2 separate regions of the Zea mays genome follow, and region 2 is linked to region 1. Evidence: chromatin contacts called from public Hi-C data. All regions are on one chromosome and are shown on one strand. Each heading gives the region's core, a stretch centred on a gene start, on an enhancer-like site or on the middle of the called end of the contact. The rest is flanking DNA. Distances are from core to core; before and after follow the strand shown. Region 1 holds the start of LOC100272504. Region 2 holds the start of LOC100285896 (IQ calmodulin-binding motif family protein).

Region 1 (3,552 bases), core at 749-3,248:
AGTCATTGATGTACTATTTTTTTTAGTTATTAGAGATGCCGAGGGAGGATCTTTCCTCCTATAAAAAACAAGAACTGTCGTGAATGCCCTAAAATGGGTGGAAACAAGTTAAGAAATCTGATTGAAAAAAAAATCAAGGTTAAAATAGAAATAAACATTATATAAGTAGCTAGAACAACAAAAACTAAGCATTTGTAATGAACCCCATCCATTTTTTTTGGAGGGGAGTAGCATTTAACATTTTAAATATAGGTATTCAACATTTTAGATCCGTTATTTTACCATTTCCGAACAAAACGTTGTGAGTTAGGTTCTTAGGCTGTCTCCAGCAGCGTTCTCTAAATTTTATCCTCTAAAAGAATATTCTATGTCCTTTACAGTGTACTCTAAAAGATTATGTCCTCTATATTATCTCGTCCTCCAGCAGCGTCCTCTAAATTCCATCCTCTATAGAAATAATATTACTCATTCTTATTTTATACACAACTTTTCATTAACGAGACCATGTACGGCTCCAATCAGCGCTCTCCATTCGTCTTTCCTAGCGCAGAAGAGAGCAGGAGCCAGGCTATAGCGGACGCCCGTACAACCTCTAAGTTTAGAGTGTCTATCAACGTACGCTATTTTTACCGGACGTTTTGCCGTGTGCTGTTGGAGGGATAAAGGAGCTCGTTGTCCTCTAAATTTAAGGTACAGGACTATATACAGACCCTTGCTGGAGGTAGTCTTATATTGTTAAAATCTTGTTAAAAAATGTAGGAGCGTACGGTAACAATTACTAACGTGTGTGTTGTAACCGTATTCGCATTGAAGTTTATCGCGCGGGGGTATTTTGCCGCGTGATTCGTCCCACCAAAACCCAACCCAACCCAGCCCTAAAGGCCCCACGATGTGCTCGAGGCTCTCTCTGCAGCAGCAGGATGGCGCCGCACGAAACTGACCATGCGCCGGCCGCGCACACACAGCTGCAGGGCACTTGTCGTGGTGCGGCCGGCCGGCGTCGCGCGTGCGCGCGCGCGCGCCGCGTCTCCGGCCACGCGCGCCTGCGAACGGCACATGGCACGAGCTCGAGCTTCGCGAGAGCCGGGAGGTGTACGTAGCTAGTCTGGACCACCACCACCCGGCGCAGCCGGTGTGAGGTGACCACGCACAGCACAGCCACTTGTGTGTGTGTGTGTGTGTGCGGGTGCGGCTAACGCACGCCGAGAAGTCCACTCTCCTCTCTCACGCGGCGGCGCGGAAACAGAATGGCTGCTGCCGTCTGCCAGCCGATGGAGAGGCCCACGGCCACACCTCACTCCGCCGCTACCAGATGTGGCTGGCTGCTCTTTCTGCTTCCTTTTTGAGTTTGGTCATGCATGGGCACGGGAAAGTGCGTGCGGCCCCCTAGCTCCAGTTGCGGCTACCATATACCACACCAGGCCTGCAACACCAGCATGGTCCGAGAAAGGATGCTTCATGCTTGCGAGGAGCCTATGAGCAGCAAGCAAGAACCGCCATGCTTAGATAAAATCTTGTCGTAGCGTAGCGTAGCGTTGAAAAGGGACCGCCTGAGCTGCGCGCATGGACCTTTCTCGATAATTGAAGGAACCGGGGCATATAGCTGAGCACGAACATACTGTACTGTATCTTTCAACGGCATGGCATGGGTCAGGGTTGCAGAAGCCAACAAGAACGCCGACAGTGGTCCCCCCACCGGCTTGCTGAAGCCTGAAGCCAGGCAACAAGAACCATCGCATCACATCACCCAACCCCCCGACACCACCAGCTACACGCAGCATCCATCCCATCGACATCGACATCGCGTCACCTCACCGCACTCGCCGCTCCCTCCGGCGGCCGGCTCGGCTCTCGCCTGGGCCGGACCCCGCTTAGGCCCCCCACGGCTCCGACCCCCAATCATCCATCCCACGCCGCCCACACGCAACGCGACGCCGCCGTTGCCTCTGAACCTGTGATGCGATGCGATGCGATGCGCCAGTGGCCCAGCTGCAGCACTCAGCAGCAGACCAGCAGTGCAGTAGTGCCGAGAAACAGGTAGCGCGGAAAAGCGCGGGATTGAAAGGAGAGGATACACACCCTACGCCTACGCTAAGAAGGGACGGCGCCAACTCGGGGCAGGCATCTCGCACTTCTCGCCGCTGGACTGGTACTGGTAGTAGTACAAAAGAAAGGCCAGGCAGGCGGCACTTCTTCTTTCTGCCACACAGATATATAGCTCATAGCTGCAGCGCTCCCTCCCTCGTTTGCTTTGCTTGCCTTCTTCAGCTGGCCTGGCTAGCTAGGCGAGGGCATTCCTCGCCAGTGTTCTCGTCAAGAGTTCTCCTCGGCTAGCTGGTTTGTCACTGCACCTGGTCAGAGGTGAGTTAATTCTTTGCTCCTGCATCCGCTGAACTCTGTTGTTGTTGTGCTGCTAAGTACTACGAACTAGAGAGAGGCTACCCTTGTTGTCGCCTTGGCTGGATCAATCATCGGTATGCTGAGAGATCACTCACGATTGGGCGTTTGAAGTGACTTTGTTGTTGTCATCGTTTAGCCTCGAATCCTGAACACCTGACCTACTTCAGCATCGACTCTCTCTCTCTCTCTCGTCTCTCCCATGCATCCTCTAGTAGTCTAGTAGCCTAGTTTGACAGTTTTCTCCGTCCGAAGTTGAGTGTGAAAACTTTAGTTCCTCAGTCACTACTATAGGTGTACATTTGGGCCGGGCCTGATGGGCCGGCCCGAAGCACGGAAAAAAAAGCACGGCTCAGGCACGGCACGGCCCGAAATAATTTAGTGCCGGGCCAGCACGGCCCGTTATATCGGGCCGGGTTTGGGCCGAGGTCATGGCCCATGGGCGGGCACGAGCACGGCCCGTTTAAGGCAGGCACGAAAAGGCCCATATAGAGGCACGAAAAGGCCCATATATTTATCAAAACACACTTCATTCCACACTTTCATATACTTGATAAAAAAACACAAAGCTAGAGATAATGCTAGTTAGATGTTTTTTTGTATCTTTGAATTAGAGTGTGTGATGTAATTTTACTTTTGTTATGAACATTAGACAATAAACTAAACTTACGAACTTTGTATAGAGCTGATTATACTCTTTTTTCTTCTAACAAAATGATTTATAAACGAGGTAGTCATTGCATAGCTGTGGTAACTTTAATACAAATATTAAGTTTAATTTTGTTCAAATTTATTTGTCTTATCTTTTATTTGTTTTATTATTTTTTTGAATTTAGGGCTCTAATGTGAATTTCGGGCCAAAAACTGAATTTTGGGCCAAAAACTGAATTTCGGGCCCTAATGTGAATTTCGGGCCAAAAATTGAATTTCGGGCTTTTATAATTTCGGGCCGCCCGAAATAAGCCCGACACGTTTAAGCAATTACGGGCCGGGCCGTGGGCCGAGGGCGAGGCCCATGGGCCGGCCCGGCACGGCCCGAAATTCAAACAGGCCGGGCCGGCCCGAAATTCAAACAATACGGGCCTTTTCGGGCTTGGGCCGGGCCGGGCCGGGCGGCCCGAATGTACACCTATAGTCACTACCCAGTAGTAGAGC
Region 2 (3,552 bases), core at 704-3,203, 160 kb after region 1:
ATAGTTAAAATACTATTACGGACTATTATAGATTATATTATTATTAATTGTAGAATCGAGAGTTTAAAATATACAACGAAGATAGAAACACTGATAGTCCGGGCCAAAACATAATTCAACCAGACTGATACGAGCAGGAGTATTTTTTTTTCCCGGCGATGCCGTACTGTCTCGCTTCAAAAAAAAAAAAAGTTAACCGTTCCAGGGCAGGCAGTCATCTGTTGCTCTTGCGCCGCGGCGACGGCGAGGGAGACTTGGGGCATGTTTGGTTTGTGGCTAAATATGCCACTCTTTGCATAAAGTTAGTCATTCGAATTGAATAACTAACCTTAAACAGAAAAGTTAGGCAAAGTGTGGCAATTGAGGTAACGAACCAAACATGCCCTTGGTCCGTTGAACTACAAAATCTGTGTTTATTAATTTATATTTGATAGATCTAAATCGTATGACTAATTTGTACAGCTAGCTGCTTTAGGTGAATCCGGAGACGATAAAAACTATCGCCGTCGGCAAGCAAGCATCACGTAGTACTGCGAGTCGGCTACCAGTACTCCGCATGATAAGCCTGCTGGTTCAGTGATGAGTGTCCCTGCGTGTGTCGTGGCGGTGCTAGTGCTAGTGCTACCGAACGGAGGAGGAGAGCCATCGCTTTCGCGTCCGGTGAGGGTGATGGATGGATGGACACAGGCAGCCATTATAGCTGATCACGCGTACTAGTAGGCTTTCCCAGCAATGTTCATGTACCACGAGGCATTTATGGGCATGCAGTAACTCGAGGGGTTCCCGTACCTCTGCGCTGCAGTTGCTTAACTACCTCTTCTTATCTATAGTTCCCAGTTCTTCCAGCAGCGTGGTCCATCGCACTGTGCTGCCGCCGCACGCAGAGAGAGCTCATTGTGCAGATAAGGGGGCTAGGCTACCCAGCAGCACCCACGAAGCCAGTCGATCGGCGTCGTGGCCTCCCAGAAAGAAAACGCGTTTGCCGGATCGGATCTTGGCCGGACGCGGCCGCGGCGGCCAGCCAGCCAGCCATCCGCAAAAGCCGCCGCGTCCGGGGTGGGCGCCGCCGGCCCTCGGCCGCTCGCGGCGATCGCCTCGCCTCGCCGCCTCGACTCTTTTGAGGTGCGAATGATTGCGGGTTCGTCCTCATCCTGCCGCGTGTGTTTTTGGGCCCTGTTCCTGGCCCAGGCCGGTGGCCTCTCTCGCCGGCCTTGTTGCCTTGCGCTCGGACGGTTCTAGGCAGCTATAGGCAGAATCTTCTCCTCCCACGTTTCCCCCGCCGCTGCGCCCAGTTGCGTCGTGAGAAAACCCATCGACAACACGCTTCGCGCCGCCGTCATCGCTCTGCCCGCCTGCTACTGCTACTACTACAGTGGGTTTCCTCTGCTCGTCTTGGTCGGTGGTGGTTGGCTGCTCGTGAAAACGGCTTCCTCTTCACCGCCCTTTTCCTTCCTTGCTTCCATTTTCCCTAGTTCCCTCCCTCCCCTCCCGGCCGGCCTCCCCTGAGCACTGGCCACTCTGATCGAGTCTGTAGGCTGTGGTTCCCTGCTGCCACTACTGTACTACCCACTCGTTCTTCTCCCTTGGCGGCTACGCTTCTGCATTCAACTCTGCCGGCCTCTGTGAGACCTCTTTCCTTCGCTCCCATGTTTCTTGGCTACAGCCTACAGGCCTCTGTAAAAGATTCTGCCCTTTCTCTTCCGCTGAAGCTTCTTCCCCTGCCTTGTTCGTTCAAGTTTCCTGTCCTGCTGCGCTAGCGCTACTACAGGTTTCAAAATATTTTGTTTCGTCGACCAACCACCTTTTGCTCGTCTGCATCTGCGCAGTGTAGCTTTCAAAGAAATCCCGGGTTGATCTCCGCGAGTTCCCCCACTCCCCCCCCCCCCCCCCCCCCCCCCCCCCCCCCCCGCTGTAGGAGTACTTGTGTTTCTGTAGGCTCGTTGCTTCCCAACCACTTCCTTTCCGGGTTTCCCGCGTCCATCCAACGCCCTCGCTTCGCCTTTTCACGCATTCCCCCGCTGCTGCAGCTACCAGCACCAAGCCACGCCGGCCGCCATGGGGCGCGCGATGAGGTGGCTCAAGAAGGTGCTCACCGGCAGCAGCAAGAAGGAAGCGTCGGACGGGGTTCGCAAGGCGCGCGATGCCGCGTGCGCCGGCGCCGGCGGTGGCGGTGACCACGGGCTGGGCCCGCCGGCATCGGAGAAGAGGCGGTGGAGCTTCGCCAAGCCGAGGAGCAGCGTGTCTGGCTCCGCCCGGAGGCCCTCCGTCGCCGCCGGGGAGCTGTCGCAGGTGCGCCCGTGCAGCTGCGGCCTTGAGCGCGAGGTGGAGGCCGCCGCCGTCATCCAGAAGGCCTTCAGAGGCTACTTGGTGAGTTCATCCGTCGTAGTATTGCCCCTACAAGAAATGCATTCTTTCTTTCTTTCCGTTCATGATTCGTTGCAGGCTTTTTTTGTTTGTTTGTTTGTTTCACTCACAAAAACGAAATCGAAATGGTTCTGCTACGTATGGAGGAGCACTGCTCAGCCGAAGATTTTAGGTGGTTTTGGCCATTCCTTTGCTCTCTGTCGGTCCAGTTTTCCAGTTCCAAGATAATGAACGGATTACGGGTGAAACAGATGCGCATGAATTTCGCAGATTCTTTTTGCATTCGCATTGGGCAAGACACATTTGACTTGTCTAGCCGCTGCAAACCCATACGGAGTAGCTGCTTGCTGGTGTTTCTTTCCGTCGAGCCGTTTAGCCACTGCTCGTTTGTTTAATCAATCCCTTCCTTTTTGTTAATTGGTAGAGTGCTTCGTGAACCGCGCAGCGTGACGCACCTAGTCGTCACCCCCAGCTGTTTGATGCGCAATTCTTTTCGGTTTCCCATGCGAGACCTGCGGCGCTCCGACGTGATGTGACTGTTAAAATTTTGAATTTGTTTCGCAACGCAAGGCTCGGAAGGCGCTCCGCGCCCTCAAGTCGCTCGTGAAGCTGCAAGCCCTGGTGCGAGGCTACCTCGTGAGGAAGCAGACGGCCATGACGCTGCGCAGGCTGCAGGCCCTCATGCGGCTCCAGGCCAACACGGCGGCGTCCCGGAGATCCACTGAACAAGTGAGGACATTGATGAGCACTAAACCAATCACGTTTTAGATTTTAATTTTTCTTCACTTCTGCATTTTGCACGCACAGGAGCGTATCGTTGCGCGGGTGAGGCCACTGGCCGTGCCTGCTGCTGCGGTGCACCGCCGGCGGCTGTCCGACGGCGGGGACGCCGCTGGCGGCTTCGACCGCAGCCCGAGGATCGTGGAGATGGACACGTGCGAGCTCCGCTGCCGGTCGTCCCGGATCACGAGCCGGTCCGCCGGCGGCGACCCGGCGGGCGACTCACCGCTCCTCCTGCGCTGCCACGAGCCGGCGTGGTGTCTCCAGGGGCGAGAGCTCGAGCCCCCGCCTCCGCCTCCGCCTCCGCACCCCAAGACGACGCACAACACGCCCCGCCTCGGCGCGTTCGCGGGCTACCTCGGCTCGCCGGCGAAGCGCGCGGCCGCGTGCCGGGACTCCGGGAGCTGC

The links. Hi-C and Micro-C count contacts between places; a contact is called where the count stands out from the background.
Region 2: a Hi-C map of leaf mesophyll shows a contact between it and region 1, with 2.5 times the contacts expected there. The contact joins the promoter of LOC100285896 here to the promoter of LOC100272504 in region 1. A contact is called at or near these places in 5 of 25 Hi-C or Micro-C datasets (bundle sheath, ear, leaf and 2 more).

Annotation. Positions count from the first base shown.
Region 1 is chr6:171,641,882-171,645,433 of Zm-B73-REFERENCE-NAM-5.0, forward strand. It overlaps LOC100272504, which reads left to right and starts at 1,999. Exons shown (of 7, transcript NM_001359727.1): 1 at 1,999-2,361.
Region 2 is chr6:171,800,056-171,803,607 of Zm-B73-REFERENCE-NAM-5.0, forward strand. It overlaps LOC100285896 (IQ calmodulin-binding motif family protein), which reads left to right and starts at 1,954. Exons shown (of 3, transcript NM_001158785.2): 1 at 1,954-2,367; 2 at 2,935-3,093; 3 at 3,172-3,552. The coding sequence starts at 2,056.